2 separate regions of the Zea mays genome follow, and region 2 is linked to region 1. Evidence: chromatin contacts called from public Hi-C data. All regions are on one chromosome and are shown on one strand. The core of a region is the stretch at or near the end of the contact, and the rest is flanking DNA. Distances in the headings are between cores, read along the strand shown. Region 1 holds the start of LOC100280168 (Protein LONGIFOLIA 2). Region 2 holds the start of LOC100194182 (nuclear transcription factor Y subunit A-3).

What was found. A called contact is a pair of places that touch in the nucleus more often than the background predicts.
Region 2: a contact with region 1 is called in a Hi-C map of tassel, with 3 times the contacts expected there. The contact joins the promoter of LOC100194182 here to the promoter of LOC100280168 in region 1. A contact is called at or near these places in 8 of 25 Hi-C or Micro-C datasets (ear, leaf, root tip and 1 more).

Annotation. Positions count from the first base shown.
Region 1 is chr2:217,440,992-217,447,970 of Zm-B73-REFERENCE-NAM-5.0, reverse strand. LOC100280168 (Protein LONGIFOLIA 2) reads left to right here and starts at 5,536. Exons shown (of 5, transcript NM_001153100.1): 1 at 5,536-6,158. The coding sequence starts at 5,960.
Region 2 is chr2:217,574,195-217,581,360 of Zm-B73-REFERENCE-NAM-5.0, reverse strand. LOC100194182 (nuclear transcription factor Y subunit A-3) reads left to right here and starts at 1,467. Exons shown (of 7, transcript NM_001358907.1): 1 at 1,467-1,530; 2 at 2,489-2,627; 3 at 2,728-2,875; 4 at 3,372-3,484; 5 at 3,567-3,641; 6 at 4,335-4,499; 7 at 4,937-5,605. The coding sequence starts at 2,565. The coding sequence ends at 5,275. It overlaps LOC100384754, which reads right to left. Exons shown (of 4, transcript NM_001177215.1): 3 at 6,478-6,653; 4 at 5,958-6,309. The coding sequence ends at 6,115.

The DNA.
Region 1 (6,979 bases), core at 4,287-6,786:
GCCGTTTGATTTTTTGGTTTCTTGGCTGTTACGCTTATCCTAACCGATCGCTACAAAATCTCAACTGATTGCGAGATTTTCGTGGGTGGATAAGATTTTCGTGGGTGGATAAGCACGGGGGTCGCGGACTCGGCCCTATAAAAGGAGCCCGGCAGCCAGCCTCCAATTCATCCCAGATCCCAGTTCGCTTTCGCCTCTCTTCATAGCTGAGCCGCCTTTTAGTTCCCTTCGTCCCGACCGCAGAGGTGCATCTGCGATCAGGAGAGCAGGTCTCCGGAACCCTTCGTCTTCTAGATCCTGCACCGGGAGAGGGCGAATAAGGTTTTTGGGAAGCGTCTTCACGCGACTGCTCGTGATCTGCTGACCTCGTCGACCCAGCTGATCCTGGCGCGCGCCAACAATCAGTAAGTCTAATCAGTACGCATCATCTGATTTGGCTTTTATTTCAGTTCTTCTGATTTGATCATGATTTATATTCGGAATTTAATTTGGAATTTGTCTAATTATTCAACACCAACTACGTACTGGAGTCCAATGGCTGTGTTGTGCATGTTACACACGTACTAGCTGTGCGCCATAATTGCCGTCTCGTAAACCACCTGGATCGTACGTACCAGCTAGCACTAGCAGCGGTAAAAGCTGTCACGGGTTCAGACAGCGGACGCGCGTGCAGTAAGACGTGGGGAGTGTGCACGAGCACGACGCAGGCATATATATGACTCCACCCCACGGACGGAGTGACGCTCACGCGGACCCAGGGGTTGGGTTCATTTCGTCCCCGCTCCAGGCCGTGACGAATTTTACCAGTCAGGCCCACAGCGCTGCGAACCGGAATCTGTACTACCGTACAGTTGTATACACACACTACAAACAGTAGCCGTCAGTCAGATCGATCCGCGGACGTCACATGCATGTACAACTAGCAACTACAACTAGCAGCAGGCTCTTCGCCACACGGCCTGCGGACTGCAGTGCAGGTACTGTACGATAATAAACGGCAGGCACTGGCTCGCTCTCTGTCTGTGTCTCCCATGCAGGCACTCGCGTACAACCAAACAGAACAGAGAGCGTGTGTATGACGAGACAGCAGACAGACGAGCCTCTGCCTGTTCGTAGGTACCAAATTGTACCTGGGATGGGATCTAGCAGTAGACAACCCCTATCGTATTCTCAGGATCTTAGCTAGATAGATAGACCGAATTTTTTGTTTTTGAGTCCTTTTTGAGTCAAAAATTTCCAATTAGACCCCCAGAAAAATTAAATGCAATTTTGGACCCATTTCTCGGCGCCATGAGCTATGGCGCCGAGTTTACACATCTCGGCGCCATAGATCTTGGCGCCGAGCTACCTGCCGCGCTGTCGTCCACGAGCTGACGCGGCGTCGACGTGGCACCGAGCTCGGCGCCAAGATCTATGGCGCCGAGCTCGAATATATAACCATAAAGCTTGTCTAGCTCAGTTGGCAGAGCGCAAGGCTCTTAACCTTAAGGTCGTGGGTTCGAGCCCCACCGTGAACATATTTTTTTGTCTTTGTCACTGATTTGTTTTTTATTGTCCAGATTTTTTTGTTTATGCCGCTGATTTGTCCGTGCGTTCAATATTTTTTGTGACGATGCGTGGGAGAAATACATACATATTACACACTTTCTTTCCGCCCAAAGTGGCATGCATGGCTGAAAATGCACGCACGCAGGAACGCACGACAGAAGCGGCGCCTTTTGGGGAAAGGCCATATGGGTTTGTGGCTCATCACAAACCAAAATAAATAAATAAAAAATAAAAAGTGAATGAACTTAGTGATATGGAATACTGAATTCTCATGCAACAAGATGACCTGATGGAGTATCTCCTTGATTAACTTTGATGGCTGTGTGGTAGTAGTGGCTTCTAAAATTAAATAAAGTTGCGTTATTAATAGAGGATGCGTTATGTTGGTGTAATGGTACAATCATTTATGTTGTTGAGTGTGTTTATATATGTGCGCGAGAATGGATTCCACCCGGCTTTATTAATAGGTGAGGCCGGCCAGGCTGCTTCTTTTCGCTTTTATTTGGTGGAATGCACCTTCTGGAACAAGTAAACCGTAAGAGACAGAGCATCTCTGGGGGAGTTCAGGCGCAAGTTCGTGGCATGCATCTTGACCAGAACGCTAGCTACTTTAATTTCCGATGGTATCATCGGATGAGGGCCGTTCACGGTTTACAAAACCGTTTTAGGTTACCGGAGGTAAATCGATGGAAAATCGATAAAAACAAAAAAATCTGGATAATAAAAAATAAATCAGTGACAAAGACAAAAAATATTGAACGCACGGATAAATCAGCGGCATAAACAAAAAAATCTGGACAATAAAAAACAAATCAGTGACAACGACAAAAAAATATGTTCACGGTGGGGCTCGAACCCACAACCTTAAGGTTAAGAGCCTTGCGCTCTGCCAACTGAGCTAGACAAGCTTTGTGGTTATATATTCGAGCTCGGCGCCATAGATCTTGGCGCCGAGCTCGGTGCCACATCGACGCCGCGTCAGCTCGTGGACGACAGCGCGGCAGGTAGCTCGGCGCCAAGATCTATGGCCCCGAGATGTGTAAACTCGGCGCCATAGCCCATGGCGCCGAGAAATGGGTCCAAAATTGCATTTAAGTTTTCTGGGGGTCTAATTGGAAATTTTTGACACAAAAAGGACTCAAAAATAAAAAATTCGGATAGATAGACGTATGTGTACGTACACGCGTAGGGTACCACTGTTGCTTATACGCTGTGCCTGTGCGCACGCGTAGGTACCACTGTTGCTTATACGCTGTGCCTGTGCGCGCGTGGCCCGGCGGCGGCTGCTCCTGGCAAAAGGGTGGCGATAGATGCCGACGAGATGCTCGCTCATCGGTCACCGTTGCCACTCCGTCCTCCCAAGGCAGCAGGACAAGACTGATGGTGGACGTGTGCATCGGCATGCGCCTCTCGGCCGGCACAGCGACTGGTGCGCTAAGGCTGGTCCGGCCGCCTCGCTTCCGTTCCGTTCCGTCCTAATTTTTTTTGTATTTTAGCCCTTAAACAGAAGTAAAATCACGTTTAGACCTAAAAAAATTTTAAACTCAGTTTTGGACCCTTAGCTCGGCGCCATAGGCCATGGCGCCGAGCTAACACAGCTCGGCGCCACAGCCTATGGCGCCGAGCTGTGACGTGGCAGCAACGGCTAGTTGCGTCCAGGGCTGACCTGGCGCTGACGTGGTGCCGTAGCTCGGCGCCACAGCCTATGGCGCCGAGCTGTGACGATGCACCAACGGCTAGTTGCGGCCCGGCCTCGTAGCTCGGCGCCACAGATCTTGGCGCCGAGCTACAAATTCCTATAAAAACGCCCGCGCGGCTGGCCGAGAGCAGCTCATTTCATCCCATTTCCAAACTTCGTCAAAATTTGCTGGATTCAAAGATTTGAGTTGGTTCACTTCGTAGACCAAGGTATGATTTCTAACTGATTCGTTTTGGATATTGGGTTGTTAGTTTAATAATTTGTATACACCTATTATATTATCATTTCGATTATTAGTTTGTGTAAACTTATTATAAAGCATAATAGGTACAAGTGATAATTATAATCGTTTATTAGATGAAAGACATGTACCGAGAGGCGTTGTGGCAGAAGAGAGGTCGTCCTCGGGAGTTATATCCGGACGTATCTAGCAAGGATGCTCCTGTTCCTCCTGAACTCCCCGTGCCTAACTGTGACTGTGGAAGACTGGCTTGGGTACATCAATCACAACATCCAGACACGGCTGCTCGCTGCTACTACCTTTGTGGCACTTTGAACGTACGTAGCTTATGACTTGTCACTTAATTTTTTTCGCATTCATTATTTTGTAGACATGTAATAGTGCATCTTTCCATTATTTTAGGGACATGAGAGGTGTTTCTTTTTCCAGTGGATCGATGGTCCTGATAAATTTGACCCTCGATATCTTCTTTTTGTTAATTGGTTGAGTGGAAAGACCAGTCATGAGCGTTTTAAGCGTTGGGTACCTCCTCCCCCGAATCCTCCACCAATGACGGATGCAAAGAAGGAGGTAGCAACGGAAAGACGGATGGACTCACCGCCTCGATGCGATTGTGGAGACCGTGCTGTCATCCAACCGCCTGGTGATGCCTGACCGGTCACTGGACGACCCATAATGCTGAGACCAAGAATCTTCTGGCAATCTTCAAGGGTCACGGTCATCTCACCGCAGGGAAGGTGGAAAGTGTGAGTCTCTGTCCGCCACCTATTGGAAGACAAAAGAATACAAAATCATTAGTATGCAAAGTAGATTTGATAATTGTAAATATTAAACAACTAGAGAAGTCTTTACCTGTCGACCAGAGCCGTCAACGCCGCTGGGTTGAAAGTGGGCAGCCCACGGCGGACCTCGTACGATAAGACGTCCAAGCCAGCCCTCTGTAGGAGAGGAGTGTACCTCTCATCGTACCTCATCTCCTCCAGAAACCGGTCGTGGGTCCGGACCCGCAGAACGGGCAACACCTAGCAATCAAAAGAATTTTCATTAGTCAAATATAGGTCGCATATATTAATTCGAAAATTTAATTTATGTACAAAATATTACCTCTCCCTCTGCGGTGAGACGGCCCCTGTGGTGCTCGTCGTAGTGAGGGTCCAGCAAGTGGAACTGCGCCATCCTGCAAATTAAGATATCAACATATTAAAATATAAGTTGTGTACAAAGTGTAACAAAAACATCGACATATTAGAATAAAATTTGTGTATAAAAAATATCACACCTGACTCCGGGCGGCGGAGCTCGGGCGGAGCGCGGCGGGGCGGCCGGCGGAGCTCGGGCGGTGCTCGAGGGCGGAGCTCGGGGCGGCAGCTCGGGCGGAGCTCGCGGCGGGCCTGGGCCGGGGCGGCCGTGCGGCGGCCAGCCGGAGCTGGGGCAGGCGGCGGCGGCGACCCGCAGACAAACCCGAGGGCAGACGGCGGCGGCGTGATTTTGTGGGCGGTGGCGAGTTCGTAAACGGCGGCGGCTTGAATTGGAATGAGCCGAGAAGACAAGAAACGCGCAGAGAGAAGGCTGTTTGCGGATTTTTCCTAGCTCGGCGCCAAGATCTGTGGCGCCGAGCTAGGTGCCACGCGGGACTGCCACGTCACGAAGGTCGGCACCACAGGCTGTGGCGCCGAGCAAAGGGTTCAAAACTGCATTTAAAATTTTTTTAGGTCTAAACGTGATTTTACTTCTGTTTAAGGGCTAAAATACAAAAAAAAAAAAATTCGGCCGTTCCGTCTCCTCTCATCCCCGGCCGCGCGCGTTGTTTCGTCCATCGATCAAAAACTCCTGTGCGCGGGGCAGGAGAAGGGGGGGTTCCGTGTCTGACAGGCATCACATGCCCGCGCACACCCATAGGCTCGCAATGATCAACACCTCACATGGGGGGACTTGTGACGCTGCAGGACCAGGGACACGCCTTGACCCACCCCACCCCACCCCAACACACCATGCCCCTCCCTTATTTCAACCCCATCGGCTAGACCCAGACCCAGACCCAGAGCCAGCCCGCCGGCCTCCCTCCCTCCCCACGACGACAGCCTGCATGCCCATGGCGCCGCAATGATAACATTCCTCTGAGAGCTCGCCCCCGACTCCAAAACCGAGCACACATCTGCTCCGGCTTCTACTTCTACCAGTACACATCCGCAGTACCAGCCGTGTGCGCGTGCAGGCAGGACTGCTTCCCCTTCTCCTCGCCACTGCACGCCGCCTAGCTCGGCCTCAGCTCTGACCGGGTGACTCACTGACCGACGACGCCTCGGAAGCTTCTCTGCCGCCGGCCTGGCCACGTCGGTCGCCGTCGTCGGACCCCGAATGAGAGCCGGCGATCGTCCCGCAGAGCGCACGCCGTCCCGTGCCTGGTGATCGGGGGCCGACAACGACAGCTTGGGGAGCGAGGCAGAGGCACACGCCCGGACCGGAAGACGATGCCGCCCGCGAGGGTGCGCGGCGCCGCCGCCGGCCTGGCCGACGACGCGCGGGACCTCCAGCGCCAGATGGGCTGCATGGCCGGCATACTCCAGATCTTCGACCGCCAGCGTCTCATCGCTGGGGCCGCCGGCCGCCAAGCCGCCCGGCAGCGCCAGGCGCACAAGAGGCTGCCTCCGCCTTCGGCTCCTCCACCGGGTAATGGCTTGGCTGCCTCCTCGCGGGCTTCTCTGTTTCTCTCTCTGTTCCCTGCATCTTTCGGCTGCGTGTCGTGTTAGTGCCATTCACTTGCATCAACCTTTTCACAAACAGCCTTGTTTTTTCTTTATTTATTTCAGCTTTGATAATTAATAACGTTTTGCTTCTGACTTCTGAGAACTGATAATCGAGTCCTGGTGTGTTCACTAGAGATGAGAAAGCTAGGTGTCATTTCTTTTTTACTTGTATAAACAAAAAAAAAAAGTTGCTTCGAAATCTGGAAACAAGCCCGTTCGTACTGTTATTCAAAGTTTGCTAAAAAAGACTGACAGTTGGAAGGTTCAGCAAAGGACAACCTATCAAAGGAATAATAATAAAAACAAACTCGGTTGGTAAAACTGCCTACATATATATATATATAAACCTGTTGGCTTACTAGTCTCTAACTTAATTCATGTGTATATATTGGTGTTGGTTGATACGGGTTTAGTTTAAATCTTGCATTCATTCACCCTAATATACATTGGTTGAGGTGGATACATAAAGTACAACTTGACAACAAAAGAAAAATAGTAAAAAATTGACATGTTGGTACCAGAATACTACTTTTTTTTATCTCCACTTACCTTTTTCACTGGCAAGAGACTAGGAGGTTTGTTGTGCAAGTTACATGCTGTGAGCAAAACCATGTGTACTATAGCAGTGGTTGACTCTAGTACTTATGACCATAAAAGGCATTTACTTTAAGGTTGCACTAATAAATGACGCCACATGACACAACCTTTTTAGAACTAGATGAGCACGGCATCGGCGTAATCACA
Region 2 (7,166 bases), core at 218-2,717, 140 kb before region 1:
CCGTTTTTCCATAATCCATTTCACTCAAAGAGGACATAGGGTATTACACTCAGGCGTCTCAAACCTGTTTAAAACCCTTGTCTCCCTCGTTATACACCTTTGGTTAATTTGGTTATTTAAGAGTAGAAGCCAAAATTATCTTTCTTATTTTAATTGGTTGTTATCTAGAATTGAACAAGGAACCGATCTTTTTATTTTCAAAATTTAGTTCTTGTTTGGTTTAACAATTTAGATTAATTATGTCATGTCGCATCTCTAGGCAATGTTCTTCATCTCGTCCTCTATATTAGAGACATAATCCATTCTATTTTTGTATGTACATATTTGTTATATTATCAAATGTCTTATATAGATTTTAGTTTTTGCTTAATTTGTTACTTAAAATATAAAAATAGATAAATGAGAGAAAAAACTCTATACATAGAGGGAGTGGAAGGATTGTCTTTTATATTTTGAAGCTCTCAAAACGCATACGAGAACAAATTTCGATGTCAAAACCGAGTCAAAAGAGACAATAGAGTTTAGGGTGTTTGGTTTTAGGGACTAAAGTTCAGCACACATTAGATTGGATGTTTGAATGTCCATTACAAGTATTAAATATGCTCTAATAATTATAAAGTTAATTACACAAATGAAGACTAAACGGCGAGACTAATTATTAAGCATAATTGATTACCGATTAGCAAATGGTTACTGTAGCATCACACGGGCAAATTATAGACTAATTAGATTCAATAGTTTGTCTTATCGTTTAGTTCTCACAAGTACAATTAGTTTTATAATTAAATTATATTTAATATTTCTAACTAGCATCAAATATTCGATGTGTCATGAATTAAAATTTAGTACGAGAAAACAAACAGGGTAACTTGACATCTCTTGTCTTCACCATTTTTGAACAACGTAAATACCTAATTTTTATCTAAGAGACAACTAAAAGAGCCAAATCTCGCTTTAGGTGTCAGTTTCTAGGACATTCATGATGCTTCACCCTTTGGCCTCCGTGCCTTTTTGCCTCTAGATTAGATGTGTTTTTGGCTTGATAATTAACAACGGTAAGTATGGATTTAGGTTTCTATTTAAGATAAAGAAATGAACCCAGTTGAAGAATTGAGCTACAATTGGATATTAAAAGATTCAATCCAAAACGCGTGACGCCGCCGATCCCAAACACGGCCAACGAATCAAAAGTGGTAAGAACCCGTGAAAACATAGCAAATGTCTGATCACCGTGCGTCTGGGTTCTTGGTGCACCTACCAATATTCAAGGCGGGTGACGTGTGAGCACCGAGCAGCGGAGGGGGCGGCAAAACATTTCTTGTTTGTTTATTGCGCCGAAAAAACTAACAGACCCAGAAAAGGACAGAAAGAGGCTGCACAGTAGGCGCGTATATTTGGCAGCAGGAGCGGCCTCGTCGTGCCCCGTATCACTCCTCAGTTGCTTCGACGTATTTCTCTCTCTATCTATACGATTCCGAAGAAGGTAGAGAGAGAAACTCGAAGGGGAGAGGACAGAAGAGGGAGATACAGGTACACTGCCCCTGACCCCTCCTCGATTGGTCAGTTCTGTTCTTGAGCGCACTGCCACCACAGATTGGACGGCTTGTCTGCTCTCCGTTCCCGGAGTGGCGTCGTGCTCACTCTGCTGGGTTGCTTTGCCTTATAGTCTTGCTCTGCGGTTTGATTTGCTTCATCTTTTTTTTTCTTCAATCTTGTCACTCCTAAGGTTTCCCCCCTCTGGTTTTCTTGATTCCCCGCTTGGGAATTTGTGAAGTTTAACAGGATTTTTTTGGCTGAGTTCGCATGTTTCTGTTCTTGGCCATGCCCATGCTATGCTTGCTTGGATAAGCTTTGGCTTCAGCCTAGCTCGCATTGCACGATGCGTTGTTCCTACTTCCTAGAATCCGATCGCAAGTCCTATGAGCTGACCACTATTTCGTGGATTGCCCGGGGCGTGGGCTGCTGATGGTTTCGGCAATTTGGGTGGGTGGGAATCTGCAATCCCTTTTCTATTCTAGCTAGGATTAGATGGCTTGAATCTAAATTGTGCAGACTCTGGTGATTATAACTGTCTGATAAAGGGTCATCTTGAGGGTGCGGATATGCATGTTAGAACTTCAGGGGAGTGTCGAGTCAGGCTTATCAGTGCCTAAACTTGTTGATACGAGCTAAAAGTTTGCTGAAGCATCTTTCCTGTGAGGACCTGACAACTGACATGCACAAAATTAGTGGGATAAAATGCTGATCCACTCTTGGTAAAAACAAAGGTTCTCTATAGTGTTTTCCAGTGTCCAAACATCTGAGATGGGAAAAAATAACTTGCCATTGATGATAATGAGATAATCCACTGAAAGCAGATACCACTTGGCACTCTGCCTGGAATAGATGTCAATCTGTAACTGATAGAGTAGGGTTCCGTCAATTACCCTTGTTCTTTAGCTTGTTACTGTGAATTCAGCTAATTCAATGCGGGCTACTTGCCACAAAGGTTAATTTTTAGGTACCAGATCATCTGATTTCTCAGAAGCAAAATGTTGTTTGGAGCTCAGTGACACCATCTTGTAATGCCTGTGATTTTACGGGAAATGGAGGATCATTCTGTCCATCCCATGTCTAAGTCTAACCATGTAAGTGTTGGTATTTATGCTGTCAAGACCTTAAACCCTAAACCTGTGTCTGTTTGCCATACCACAGATAGTTAGCTCATTAGCTAGCCTATATATGTAGGGCTCCTTGTCAGGAAATGGTTATGAGATGAAACATTCAGGCCATAAAGTTTGCGATAGGGATTCATCATCGGAGTCTGATCGGTCTCACCAAGAAGCATCAGCAGCAAGTGAAAGCAGTCCAAATGAACACACATCAACTCAATCAGGTACTTCTTTATCTCCAACCACATTATCAGTTATATATATTTTTACACCGTTGGCATTGGAACACAGCTTCATTTTAAGTTTACTTCACAAGAAATGTTATGAACTGATGAATTCTGAGTTGAATCTGTTCAGATGCCTTTATTTATTTGCTCTGTTATGCTGTAGTGCCAGTATCCATAAGTTCTACTACGCATGCAGTTTTACATGGACATTTTCATATTCTTGTATTGCTCCTTGAGTGATAGTCAGATAGTATTCATATGGACTCAAATTAGAAATGGGTATATCGAAATTTAGTCACTTTGTTGTAGATGTTCCTGCCTTTTTTGCATAAAAGAATCCTTTGCTCCTATTACCAACTTCACCAACCCCTTGTCTTTTGAGAAATCTCCAATTATCTTGGCCTTTGAAACAATGTTCCCCTGTCCAAGACTAATATCTAATAAGGTTTATTGATACATAACCACCATCATGAAAGTGTATTTTTGTCTTCAGACAATGATGAAGATCATGGGAAAGATAATCAGGACACAATGAAGCCAGTATTGTCCTTGGGGAAGGAAGGCTCTGCCTTTTTGGCCCCAAAATTACATTACAGCCCATCTTTTGTAAGTTCCATTTGATTGGGAGAAGTGCTGCTTTCTTAAATATTATGTGCTGCCTTGAGCTAACTTCCTACATTTGTTCCAGGCTTGTATTCCTTATACTTCTGATGCTTATTATAGTGCGGTTGGGGTCTTGACAGGATATCCTCCACATGCCATTGTATGTTCACTCTTAATTTTTCAGTTTCTGTCTTCCTGGCCACATTCTGTAAGTAAATATCAAACATTTAGAGTTACAAAATCATATAATGATTTCTCTATGATACATTTGCAGTTATTTTAATTTTAGAGAGAGATCGTCATTGATTCCTTTATATTAGGTGTTACAAAGGCTCCTTGTGAAACTCATTCTTTCTGCTTCCTTATTTGTGAATTGATTATTTTTCAAAGCAACAGAAATGGTAAATCATGCTTTTCACTTGAAGTTTGACGATGCACAAGAAATTTTGTTGCACCATTTTTGGTTTAATGCTCTTCTTTTCTATAATTTGCACAAAGCTTAATGGAAGTTATTTATGATATCTCCAGATAAAAAATGGCAGTTGGTGCATGTGCGCATCTGGGGAAGGGTCAGACCCAACCCGGACCTGCATAAGCGGGAGCACATGCACGAGACTGCCTTTTTGTCTGGAGATATTATAAATAGCTTCCATTAAGTTCTGTGCAAATTATATAAAAATAAGAGTGTTGATAAAAAACTAAGAACGTTGATAAAAGGCTATTTATGATCTCTAGATAAAAGATCTAAGGAGTACAAAACCATAATGCATAGGCTCCTTCATATCCAAAAACCTTTTTGTTGCCAAACAAATGAGCCTGCATTAATACCGTCATTCCTGTAATATGCATTTAGGTCCATCCCCAGCAAAATGATACAACGAACACTCCGGGTATGTTACCTGTGGAACCTGCAGAAGAACCAATATATGTTAATGCAAAACAATACCATGCAATCCTTAGGAGGAGGCAAACACGTGCTAAATTGGAGGCCCAGAACAAGATGGTGAAAAATCGGAAGGTAATACATAGTAATTTTCCAATTCCTGATGCTGATTTGGTAAGATGACTTTCATTGTTCTTTAGCATTTGCTGCATACAGAGCTTTGATTATCAATACAGTAGATTTTTCTTGGGTCTTGACCATATTCAGAGGGAGGTCACAAAAGACCCTCTGGCTACAATTTCAGTGGGTTTGTCATAGGCTTAATTTTTTTATTAGCAAATTGTTCTGGACTTGTGTCACCAAGCATTTTTGTAAGGGTGAGAGTAATAATTATTTTGTAACTAGCTAACATCAAGCATTTTCTTGGCTTCTTCAACATTTTTTCATCTGTTCTTTTCTGATCTGAAAGCTGCATGAATTAGTCCTGCATTCCTATACAGGCAATAGTTCTGTTACTTCAGCTATATAATTTATATGGCAAATACACGTTACAAAGTTGCATTTCTTCACAGCCATATCTTCATGAGTCCCGACATCGTCATGCCATGAAACGGGCTCGTGGATCAGGAGGACGGTTCCTCAACACAAAGCAGCTCCAGGAGCAGAACCAGCAGTATCAGGCATCGAGTGGTTCATTGTGCTCAAAGATCATTGCCAACAGCATAATCTCCCAAAGTGGCCCCACCTGCACGCCCTCTTCTGGCACTGCAGGTGCTTCAACAGCCGGCCAGGACCGCAGCTGCTTGCCCTCAGTTGGCTTCCGCCCCACGACAAACTTCAGTGACCAAGGTCGAGGAGGCTTGAAGCTGGCCGTGATCGGCATGCAGCAGCGTGTTTCCACCATAAGGTGAAGAGAAGTGGGCACAACACCATTCCCAGGCACACTGCCTGTGGCAACTCATCCTTGGCTCTTGGAACTTTGAATATGCAATCGACATGTAGCTTGAGATCCTCAGAATAAACCAAACCTTCAGTTATATGCAAGCCTTTTTTGAGGTTGCTGTTGCTGTACCTGAGAACTGTGGTTAGGTTATGAGTTTGTTCCTCAAAACTGACCCATACATGACATGCTACCTTGTGCTGAGTTTCTGAGACAAAGCCATCGAAACATGATCTTGTGGTTCAGTACTTTGCTGCCATTAGTGTCTGATAAACTAGCTCCCCAGTTTGCAGTTTCTCTGAATTCCAGCATGTCTAGCCTCAGCCAACGTTTTGCATTTGATGTGACGATGACATACCATACACATTTGTGCATTCATCTATGTTCTCAAAGCAGCACTGCAGAGATGTTAGGAGTGAACAGAAATAATGATGCTCACGCCGAGAACAAATCACTTCCATAGGATGCGCATGGAGCGATCCTATCGAACTAATCATATAGCATTGTCAGTTTGAGCTTGACAAATGGAAAAATCTGTTACTTAAGCGAAGTAGATCAATGGATCAATCCATGCCCATCCCTATTTTCCTTACTCAAGGAAAAGGAAACAGTGAGAAGCATTTGATACAGTTCAGGGAAACGCCCAAGTGTATATCATATCAGGTTCTTAAGCTCAAATTAATCAACCAGAACTTGTGTTTTGCAAGTAGTTCTTAGCCAACTGCGTCAATTTACAGGCCCACAGGAAGACAATTTACAACTTGGGCAAAGAAAGTACTAGGGGAAATTGAAAAACCAGTCCCCAGTTTTTTAAATAGAAGCGCTGAGCCTCAGCACCATCTCAAGCCTCTCCGCCTTTCGGTAGTCGTTGTCGGTAAGTTGTCCAGCAGGGAAAGGTGTAATCTCCAGAAGCAGGTGAGGAGTTGGAAGCTCATCGAACAACGCTCTCACGTTGTAGCAGCAAACACTTTCGCCATGAGCACTTTCCCTCCTAACTTGGCAACCCTGATTGGTAGTTTAAACATGAGGACTTATTTAGTAACAACCAAACAAAAGCAAAAAAGAAACATGTTTAAAACCTCTGTTGACAGGTGCTGAGATAATACTTGCTCGAAAAATGGTGCATAAAGGGGCAGATGAGATCACTTGTTCTGGAATGGGACAAGATTTTACCTTGTGAGACGAGGCATCCACAAAATGGTCATCTTGGGACAGAACTGAAGCGATCTCCTTGAGGACCCGCCTTCCTTCATCCGTTGATCGTACTCTGTAAGTTCTTTTCAGTGTGCCTTTGGTGGTCGGCTTCCATTTGCTAGTTAGCTTTCCCTTATGCTGAGCATCTTTTTCACCTGATCAGCAAGAAGCTCAAGACTATTAACCTTCTCGTCCATTGCAAAACAATGTAATGGAGTATATATAAGTTTCCATCTACAAATTTATTTGAGGGCCACTGGGGTTATGTACAGGCTTTTTCCTTGTTAAAGTTGAATGTAAAGAATCTAAAGAGCCTTACAAACACTGACTGAGAGGTTACTAGTCATCATTATTATATAAAAAAGAGAACTTTTTCATCCCAGTACAGCTAGATATAGCATGGAAGATGGATTCTTCAATTTCAAGAAATACAAACCCAGAAGGTCAAAAGGAGTAAGTTCAGAATTGCATTTCAATTCCAGAGTACTACAGAAAAAAAAGGAACAGAAAGACAGCAGCTTGGCATTAACATACTCTAGGTCACAAAAGGATGATATTATTCTCTAGCCAGAAAAGAATATTGGTCAATCCATCCTTTGTAGCAAGTACAGTGAAAGTTGGCTAAGGAAGCCAACCAAAGTGCAAGATCGTACCCACGCAAACATACC